2 separate regions of the Sus scrofa genome follow, and region 2 is linked to region 1. A link is a contact called in public HiChIP or PLAC-seq data. All regions are on one chromosome and are shown on one strand. Each heading gives the region's core, a stretch centred on a gene start, on an enhancer-like site or on the middle of the called end of the contact. The rest is flanking DNA. Distances are from core to core; before and after follow the strand shown. Region 1 has its middle 13 kb from the start of EIF4EBP2. Region 2 overlaps SGPL1 (sphingosine-1-phosphate lyase 1).

Evidence for each region. HiChIP or PLAC-seq counts read pairs in DNA pulled down with a chosen protein or histone mark.
Region 2: an H3K27ac HiChIP or PLAC-seq map of alveolar macrophages shows a contact between it and region 1. The contact joins two enhancer-like sites.

Annotation. Positions count from the first base shown.
Region 1 is chr14:73,308,260-73,313,207 of Sscrofa11.1, reverse strand. No RefSeq gene overlaps it. Among named protein-coding and RNA genes, the nearest start is that of EIF4EBP2, 13 kb to the left of the region's middle. Within about 2 kb of position 2,322, at least 21 of the 83 cell types and tissues checked have an H3K27ac peak or open chromatin away from gene starts, as enhancers often do. A contact at or near this core is called in alveolar macrophages, where this site is marked.
Region 2 is chr14:73,709,993-73,715,581 of Sscrofa11.1, reverse strand. The region is part of intron 1 of SGPL1 (sphingosine-1-phosphate lyase 1); the gene reads right to left. Among named protein-coding and RNA genes, the nearest start is that of SGPL1, 16 kb to the right of the region's middle. Within about 2 kb of position 1,886, at least 3 of the 83 cell types and tissues checked have an H3K27ac peak or open chromatin away from gene starts, as enhancers often do. A contact at or near this core is called in alveolar macrophages, where this site is marked.

The DNA.
Region 1 (4,948 bases), core at 1,073-3,572:
CCTCTCCCTTTCTGTGTTCCCATTCTTCAAATGGGACTATGCTCTCTCCCATCACAGGGCCTTTGCACATGCTATTCCCTTTGCGTGATTGTTCTCTGTGATGAATAGACTTTAAGGTGACCCCCATAATCCCTAACACCTGGTGTTCACATCTTTGAGTGTGAGTGGGAACTGTGACTTGGCTTCTAAACAATAGAATATGGCAAAGGTAACAGAATGTCACTTTTGTGGTTATGTTTAGTTGCATAAGACTCCATCTCGCTTGAGCCGCTCTCTCTCTGTTGTTGGCTTTGAAGAGGCAAGCAGCTGTGAGTCCTACAGCCATTAGGAAATGAATTCTGTCAACAACCTGAGGGAGCCTGGAAGGGACCCTTCCCCAGTCAGGCCTCCATGTGAGAACACAGCCTTGATTGCAGCCTTGCAGAGGACCGAGCTAAGCCATGCTGGGACTCCTGACCCACAGAAGCTATGAGATAGAAAAAGTATTATTTTAAGTCACCAAGTTGGTTGTTTAAAAAGAAATAAGCTGTGTAAATGTGTTTCTGTTTTCTACATGCAGCATGGAAAGTCCATATATTCTCTAACATTCACCTAATTTACTCCTACGCATCCCTGGTCATTCCTATCCCACTGAGATCTTTTCTCATCAGCCAAGTTGCCAAGGCCTGGTATTCTCATTAGAGGCTCTCAGGCCTCATCTCCACACGACTTGTAAGTTTAACTGTGTGATTATTTACTCTTTATTTTATTGTACTTGTCTCTTTAGGGCTGCACCCACAGCACATGGAGGTTCCCAAGCTAGGGGTCGAATTTGAGAGGTAGCTGCCGGCCTACGCCACAGCCACAGCAACTCAGGATCCGAGCTGAGTCTGTAACCTATACCACAGTTCATGGCAACGCCAGATCCTTAGCCCACTGAGTGAGGCCAGGGATGGAACCTGCATCCTCATGGATGCTAGTCAGATTTGTTTCTTCTGAGTCATGATGGGAACTCCTTAATTGTATGATTATTTAACTAAGAGCTGCCCCCTTCCTCTAACTGTAAGTGCCATGAAAGCAGCCTGTCATGGTCTCTGCATTTCCCCAGGGACTAGTACAGTGCCTGGCATATGTAGGTGCCTGGTAAATACCTGTTGAATAAATAAATGATTTGTAGGACATTCAGGAGTGTCCAAAAAAAAAAAAAAAAAAAAAGGAGTGAAGGGATAGGTAAGGGCCAGACTGTTCAGTGGTTAGAAGCTAAATTGATTTGGAGGGAATATAGAATTGTAGCCCTAAAAAAAAATCACTTTCATTATGAACAACAGAATAACAGAAGCTAAAAGTGTTTTGGGGAGCATCCTTGACGGGCATCCTATGTGTCCATTCAATGGTCACACTGAGCCACCTCATGGCTTGGCATGAGGGTGTTTCTCTTGGAAGCTCTAGGATTCTTCCTCTTTCTAGAATGGCTTGTATTGTGACTACCAGACAATACTCTTAACAATGTCCTTCTGAGGAAGGAGTTTCCACCATCATGGTAAGAGGAGGGAAAATGCAGGGGGAGAAGGGAGGAGTATGGGGGAGCCCCAGCTTGGCAGTTTCAGTGAGGTCCACAAAATGCCACACAGCTTGCTCCGGAAACAGGTAGGAAGATGAGTACATGGGGTGCTAGGTACTGAATTGTATCCTCTCCAAATTCCTATGCTGACGCCCTAACCCGTGTGTGACTGCATGTGGAGATGGGCCTATAAGGGGCAGTGAAGGTGTAAAGAGGGCACAAGGGTGGGGCCCTAATCCCACAGGGCTGGTGCCTTTCTAAGAAGAGAAGGAGATGCCAGTGTTCTCTCTCCACCACGTGAGGCTATAGTGAGAAGGTGGTCATCTGCAAGCCACGGAGACAGACCTCACCAGAAACCAAAGGGACTGGCCCCTTCGCCTTGAACTTCCCAGCCTCTAGAACTGTGAGAAAATAACTTCTGTTGTTTAAGCTGCCCAGTCCATGGTGTTTTGTTATGGCCGCCTTCCCTAGGGCAGAGACCACTAATTGTTCCCCAGTGTCCATTTCTTCCACCTCCCTCTTTTCTTTTTTGGCCATGCTCAAAGCATGTGTAATTTCCCGGGCCAGGGATTGAACCCATGCCACAGCAGCAACCCAAACTGCTGTAGTGACAGCTCTGCATCCTTGAACCATTGTGCCACAAGAGAACTCTTCCCCTTTTTCTTTTTATAATAATAAAATCCACGTGTTTTAGCTGGGCACAAAAATATCAGCTATAGACTACATTTCCCAGCCTCCCTTGCAGTTAGGTGTGGTCACATGACCAGGTCTGGGCCTTGGGATGTAAAAGGGAGGGCTGAGAGGAACATGTGGCTGTTCTTAAAGGCAAAGTGGCTTGTTCTAGACCTTTTCTTTTCCTCTTCCTACCAGCTCAGAAACAGTGTGACTACAACAGCGGCCTTGGACTCAGAGATGGAAGGAACATATTGAAGATGACAGAGTAACTGGCCATCTTGCTTTTAGATGATCTTTTGGACCAGAGTTTCCCTAGATTACCTGTTTCATAGGAGAGAAACTATTTTATAAGCTGAAAGATTTGGAGGTCTTTTTTTTTTTTTTTTTTTTTTTGGTCTTTTTAGGGCTGTACATACAGCATATGAAAGTTCCCAGGCTAGGGGTCAAATTGGAGCTGCAGCCACTGGCCTACACCACAGCCACAGCAACACAGCATCTGAGCTGCGTCTGCAACCTACACCACAGCTCAGGGCAACGCCAGATCCTTAACCCACTGAGCGAGGCCAGATATTGAAGCTGCATCCTCATGGATATGAGTCAGATTCTTAACCTGCTAAGCCATGGTGGGATCTCCTTGGAGGTCTTTTTTTTAATAGCCTTGATGCACCCTAGTTAATATACTCCCTGAGAATAAAGTAGGAGTATTTCTTGTGTATTTTCAGATATACTTGTCCTTCAACCCTGTTAGGGGGGATACTCTCCACTCTGATTTTTCTTACATATACTTTTTTGTTGTTGTTGTTGTTTTTTGCCTTTTCTAGGGCCATTCCCCTGGCACATGGAGGTTCCTAGGCTGGGGTCTAATCCAAGCTGTAGCTGCTGGCCTAGGCCACAGCCACAGCAATGCCAGATCCAAGCCGCATCTGTGACCTACACCACAGCTCACGGCAATGCTGGATCCTTAACCCACTGAGTTGAGGTCAGGGATCGAACCTGCCACCTCATAGTTCCTAGTCGGATTCTTAACCACTGAGCCACGATGGAAACTCCTGATTTTTCTTACATATACTTTGTTTTCAAGTCACAGAGCAGTCTTCTTGCTGGTCTTCAGTTTTTTCAGGCTTTGTAGGTGTAGGATTGGCATCAGAGAGTGAGTGTGAAACCAAGCCCCCCTAAAACCAAGTTCCCTTATCTGAATTTATGATCAGTTTCTCTATCCAAAACTTCATTCCCTTGCTGTCACCTCTGACCTCAATCCTGTGCTAAATAGCCATCAACTGGTCAGATGACTAAGACTGCTGCTGTTGATAACACTGTGAATGTGCTAAAATTGCTATCATAGAAACTGTCATTAACTTACAAACTCGGTTGTTTCTCCAGGGCAAGATGAGCTTACAGAACCCCAGCCATGGACCACCCAGCCAGAGAATCATAAACCAGAGACATCCTGACTCCCCAAGCTATAGTCACAGAAATGTCACATGATGATGATTAATCCCAGAGTCTTTGTTCTTTCCCTTTATAAAAACTGATCATGGAGTTCCTATCGTGGCTCAGTGGTTAACGAATCCGGCTAGGAACCATGAGGTTGCGGGTTCAATCCCTGGCCTCACTTAGTGGGTTAAGGATCCGGCATTGCCGTGAGCTGGGGTGTAGGTCGCCGGCGCGGCTTGGATCCTGCGTTGCTGTGGCTCTGGTGTAGGCTGGCGGCTACAGCTCCAATTCGATCCCTAGCCTGGGAACCTCCATATGCCATGGGAGCAGCCCTAGAAAAAGGAAAAAAGACAAAATAAATAAATAAATAAATAAAAATTAAAACAAATCAAAGACTAAATGGAAGAGTTCCTCTTGTAGCTCAGTGGGTTAAGGACCTGACGAAGTCTCTGCGAAGATGCAGGTTCTATCCCTGGCCTCACTCAGTGGGTTAAGTCTCCAGCCTTGTGGTGAGCTGTGGGGTAGTTCACAGATGCAGCTCAGATGTTGTGCCGCTGTGACCGTGGTGTACGCCTCAGCTGCAGCTCTAATTCAACTCCTGGCCTGGGAACTTCCATGTGTCGCAGGTATGGCCGTAAAAAGAAAACAAAACAAAACAACTAAATGGAGTGGATCTGGAACTTGTCTCCCACTCCCTTGCTTGGTGCCCTGCAAATAAACCCTTATTTTACCACAAACACCCACTGTCAAACATTTGGCTTTCTGTGGTCCCTTAGCTCTGTTACAAATGCCTTCTTAAATTTTGTACCTTGGGAGCCTCTGGTACTCTCCCTAGTTTCAACTCTGGCAGAAGTGATAGCATTTTCATTAAAAAAACAAACAAAAAACGTTAAATATATGCTTGCTTTTTGTCCTAATTGCTAGGAATTCAATGCTAGGAATTCTTATTATGGAAATAAATAAACAGGTTTCTAAACCACATGTACAAAATGATCACTTTCTTGAAAAAGTTCCTATGTAAATATAAGACTGGAAGGATATGCATCTAAATGATGACAGAAGTTACATTTGGGAGATAAGGTTATAGGTAGTTTTTTTTGCTGTTTTTTTTTTTCTTCTATTTTTTTCTTTTCTGATCATGGCCATGCCCATGCCATATGGAAATTGCTGGGCCAGGTATTGGACCCCTGCCACAGCAGTGACAATGCTGGATCCTTAACTGCTAGGTCACCAGGAAACTATAATAGGTGCTTTTTTTCCCCATAATTTATTTTGTTTTGCAAATTTTCTGTACTCTGC
Region 2 (5,589 bases), core at 637-3,136, 400 kb before region 1:
AGTGAACTTGGAATTCCTGACATTCCAGCTCTAGATGCCCAGGCCCAGAAAATGCAATGAAGCTTGGAGGACAGCACGCTGGCTTTGAGACTCACGTGCTGCATGGCTTGGGATGCACCATTCCCCACTACAAGTCTCAATTTTCTGAGCTCAAAATTGGATAGGGAGGAGAAGCTGCTTTCCAACACTGTCAGTCTAGAATGCTCTATGCCCACTTTGGGTTAAACTTTCCGGAAGCCTCTGTTTAAAAACTCCACGTTTCTGTGCTCAGGTTCCAGGAAGGGCCCTCGATCACACACTTCTTTGGTTGGAGAGAGTGTCCAACCTGGTCCTGAGCTGATGATGAGTGACATGGCCAGAATGCCCTGGGAAGCCAGCCCGCCCTCCCTCCCCCTCCCCCACAGTGTTGACACAGATGGCATTCGAAGCAGAGGCCCCCAAGGTTATAAAAGTCCTGTGTAAACAGAGGACCAAGGGGGTCAGTAGGAACCTTGGTCCATGGTCACTACCTGCCTGGCCCTGCAGAACCGGTTTCCAGGGCTGAATCACCCAGAGGAGCGGGGCTTTTGACAGCTAGGTGGCACCTGTAGCCTGAGCTCAGGGTCAAGGCTGAAGGAGAGGGTGTCCAGCTCTGCACGCAGATGAAAAAGCTTTTAAGGCTTTAAAAATAGAATTGAAGAAATTTTCCCTAGTAGGTTTTTTGTTTTGTTTTGTTTAATTAAGGGCAGTTATTCTAGATGCTCCATGATTGGGGGAATGGACCTAGGCAGAGTGACCAAGGACAGCACGAGCTGAGAGCACAGGCTGATCTGGAGTTAACCAGGCAGAGAGATGCAGGAAGAGTGCCCCAGCTGAGGGAACTATATATGCCAAGGCCAGGATGGCAAGAGTAAGAGGGAAGGGAAGGGGAGGCTGGTGTACAGGTCAGTAGGGACAGATGTGTAGGGCAAATGCACATGCCTTCAGGGGCCCAAGCAGGAAACGTGAGAGTTACCATTTGGGAATGTAGGTCTCAGGATTATTCATTTATCCATGTAACTATTTAATGTTGGTTGCAATAGCCTGGGTGGGGGACGTATCACTGAGTAAAACAAAGATCCCTGCCCTTATGCAGTTTACAGTCTAGTGGAAGGAGAGAGACAAATAAACGGAATAAGTGAACTATATGGCAAGTTAGAAGGTGCCAAGAGCTATAGAAAAAGAAGCAAAAACCTAGCATGGGAAATAGAAATTGTTGGGCATAGAGTTGGCAGTCATGGGTGCTGCTGTTTTAAATAGAACAGGAGAGTAGGCTCAACATCCCAATTTTCCAAAGAAAGTCAGAAGTGCAGTCTCTTTGGTAAAAATGTCTCAATTTTAAAATCATGATGTCCTAGGAGCCTGCCGGAGTAGGGGGTCATTGTCATTCTCCTCGCTAGGACTACTTTAGTTCCTTATGTTGAACAGTGGGAACAGTTTCAGCACCCCAAGGGACCAGAGCCCAGGAGAAGGGTTTGTCATTGCCCTGTGGAAGCACCTTCAGATGTCACCAACCAAGCTTCCAGCCATGTGCAGAGAGCTCTTCCTTTCTTTTAGTTGCCCCAGCTCTTCAGATGTCCCATGTTCTTGGGGCAGACATGGAGCTGCCCACAGCCCCGCCCCTCTCCCCCCACCATTGCCCAAGCTCTGCTGGGAAGACCCGTGCTTTAGAGGGGAAAGATGACAGCCCTAGAGCAGAAAAATGCACAGTATGGACACCAATCCTGTCTCCTGATCTCTAGGCACTGGAGGCACATGCAACAGGCAACAGACTCTTTATCCTTAGTTAGCAAGAGGAAAGAGCAAGCCAGCATAATTTCTGGACAAAAAGAGCTCAAAAAGAGTGTAGGACTATGATGTGTTCTTAGAATTTGCATAATATGTCTTGTGACCATGACATACTTGCTGAATCACCCCTATTTGTTTGGCTTTTTTTTTTTTTTTTTTTTAGGGTCACACCCTTGGCATATGGAAGTTCCCAGGCTAGGGGTCGAATCAGAGCTACAGCTGCCAGCCTACACCACAGCCACAGCAACGCCGGATCCAAGCCACATCTGCAACCTACAGCACAGCTCACAGCAACGCCAGATCCCTGGCCCACTGAGCGAGACCAGGAATCAAACCTGCATTCTCATCGATACTAATCAGACTTGTTTCCACTGCACCACAATGGGAACTCCCCCCCCTCCCCACTGTTTTGGGGTATTTTTGTCTTTTTAGGGCCATACCTCGACATATAGTTTTCCCAGGCTAGGGGTCCAATCAGGGCTACAGCTGCCGGACTACACCACAACCACAGCAACGCCAGATCTGAGCCACGTCTGCGACCTACACCACAGCTCACGGCAACACTGGATCCTTAACCCACTGAGCAAGGCCAGGGATCAAACCCGCAACCTCGTGGTTCCTAGTCAGATTCGTTTCCACTTCGCCATGACAGGAACTCCATCCCACCTCCAATGTTAATTCCATCTTTCTCCTCCAAGGGAGAGAAAAAAATTGGAGATGTGTAGTGATTGTCAGGTGATCTAAAAGGTCATAAAGAAGATCATGACCAAGAGACTGTCAGAATTTTGGGCAACTTATTCAGTTTTTTGAAGTTTTGTTTTTTCATCAAAATATACTACATGTACTGACCAGTCCATGAATCAAGCAATAGAGCTTGGTGAATATTCACAGAGTGAACATCAGTGCTCGGCACCCCTATTATGAAATGGAATGTGGCCAATTCAATTGTTTTTAAATTAACGCACTAGAGGATGGGATACAGGTGGTATGTGTCCTGAGAACTCAGAGCGCTGTAGGATATGGTATTTTTAATTTCATCGAAAGAGCAGCAAGCAGCCGTTGAGGTTGTTTTAATCAAGGAGCTGACTGTATCACATTTGTATTGTGAAACAATTCCTCCACATAATATAAAGGCTGGGAACAAATCCAAGTGGGCAAACTGGTTACAAGGCTTTTGCATTCATCTCAGCAAAGAGTGAAGCTACTTGGTCCTAGGCTAGAACAAGGCCATAAGCTCAGAAGATGGCAAAATGAGATAACAGAATAAAAAGAGCTTCCCAGAAGCACAGTCACACTGGTGCCCTGGCCAGCAGGCTCCCATGAGTGACTTCAGGTTAGTAGCCCCAGGGGAGAAGTCATATTCATTGCTCAAGACAAACTAACCCATATCTAGTGGGCTATACCTTGAACTTTTAGAGCCAGACTCGGGTATCTCCCCCTTAACACTAAGATTCTTTCTGGTCATTTTCCATGAAAAAAAAAGAGTTGGTTGGAGTTCCCACTGCGGCGCAACAGGATTGGCAGTGTCTCTGCAGCGCCAGGACACAGATTCACTTCCTGGTCCGGCACAGTGGGTTCAAGGATCCAGTGTAGCTACAGCTTCAGCGAGGTCACAACTGTGGCTCAGATCTGATCCCTGGCCGGGAAACTCCATGTGCCGCAGGGCAGCCAAAAAAGAAAGAGGAAAAAAAAAAAACAAAACATTGGTTGCAACAATAACTAAAAGAATGATTACATTCACACTGATGTTATTTCTATCCACCCTAGCGTTGGGTGTTGAACTGTCTCCCCCAACCACTCCCGTGTTTTAGCCCTAACTCTCAGTACTTCGGAATGTGACATTCATTGGAAGTGGGGTCATTGAGGGTGTGATTTGATAAGGTCACCCTGAAGTAGGGTAGGCCCCTAAAACCAATATAACTGGTGTCCTTATACAAAGGGGAAATTTGGACACAGACACGCACACAGAGAGAACCCCGTGCGGAGACGAGGGTGATGTTTTACAAGTCAACACCAAAGACTGCCGGCAAACCGCCAGGCTGGGGCAGAGGCACTGGCTGGATTCATTCTCACAGCTCTCAGAAGGAACTGGCCCTGCCCACACCTGATTTCAGACTTTGTCTTCAGAACAGAGCGATGATAAACTTCTGCTGTTCAGACCCTGTTTATGGTCCCTGGTTACAGCAGTCCTAGCAAGCTAATACACCTAGAATCCCAAACTAGCCCCAAACCTCAGTGGGCTGACAAAGGAGGAATGGGAAGAGTAGGGTGACATGACCACTCCTAATAGACTCATGTCCTCTCTTAGTCTCGAAGTATCTGAGTAGTGGTTGGGGTGAGGGAGCCTCTAGAAGCCCTGGGGTCCACTGCCAGCTGGCTTCCAGTCTGGAACTGAAACTCATCCTTGTGGATCTGCTTGAGGAGACTGCTACACTCAGTTTGGGGGTGCATACTGACACCTGCCACTCAGGGGCAGATGTTTCAGAGGGCTCCGCAAAGGAAAGCACTCACTCAGACATTTTTAAAATACCCATTCTTTTTTTTCTTTTTGCCTTTTTCTAGGGCTGCTCCCACAGCATATGGAAGTTCCCAGGCTAGGGGTCCAATCAGAGCTACAGCTGCCAGCCTACGCCACAGCCACGCCAGATCTGAGCCGTGTCTGTGACCTATACCATAGCTCATGGCAACCTCAGATCCTTAAACCACTGAGCTAGGCCAGGGATCAAACCTGTGTCCTTATGGATACTAGTCAGATTCATTTCCGCTGAGCCACGATGGTAACTCCCAAACACGCATTCTTATGAATCACTTCTCATGTAATTCAAGTGTTCCACATGTTTAAACCATTTCCACCTGCTGCCCAGTCAAACATCTACCTCAGTACTCTCTAGTTACTGCATCGTCTTAGATTCAATTAAAAAAAAAACCAAACCTCATTTCATTTGAATATTCTTACAAGTCTAATATACCTATCATTTCAGCCCTTTAAAGCAAGTTGTTTATAGCTATAGGCCTGCTTCTGACCCTGACTATATCCCTTCAGGGAAACATTGAAAAATTTCCATTTGGGAACAGAAGACCCCAAGGGGATTGCCAAATATTGTCTCAGGAAACAACCTCACAACCATAAAAACAAGCTAAAACCAAGGCACACTGGCAAAGAATCAATTCTAGAACATGCATGAACAAGGGTCAGTAGAGATTGCCTGGGCCATGCACCAGGCTATGTGGAAAGCACTTACCTAATAAGTCTTCCATAAACGGTGAACCATAACAACAATCCTCTCCCAGTAGATATACTGAGCTATTGGTGAATTAGATTATATCTAGACAGGATGAACTCCAAGGGAGGGTACCATAGGAAGCTCAGTTAACTGAATATTCTTGAACTTGGCCACAAGTCCCTTTATGATCAGCCCCTATCTCTCTTCACCTCCATCCCTCCCCTATTTCTTTTTCTTTTCTCTCCTTTTTTTGGGGGGGGGGGTACTGCACCCACTGCATATGGAAATTATCAGGCTAGGGGTCAAATTGGAGCTACAGCTGCCGGCCTACACCACAGACACAGCAGTGCAGGATCCGAGCCACATGTGCGACCTACACCACAGCTCTTGGCAATGCCAGATCCTTAACCCACTGAGTGAGGCCAGAGATTGAGCCCACATCCTCATGGATACTAGTCAGATTCATTTCTGCTGAGCCGCAGTGGGAACTCTGATCTCTCCCATTTCTACCTCACCGTCAGATCTTGTAGCCCAGGCATAGTTACAGTGACCGTATAAG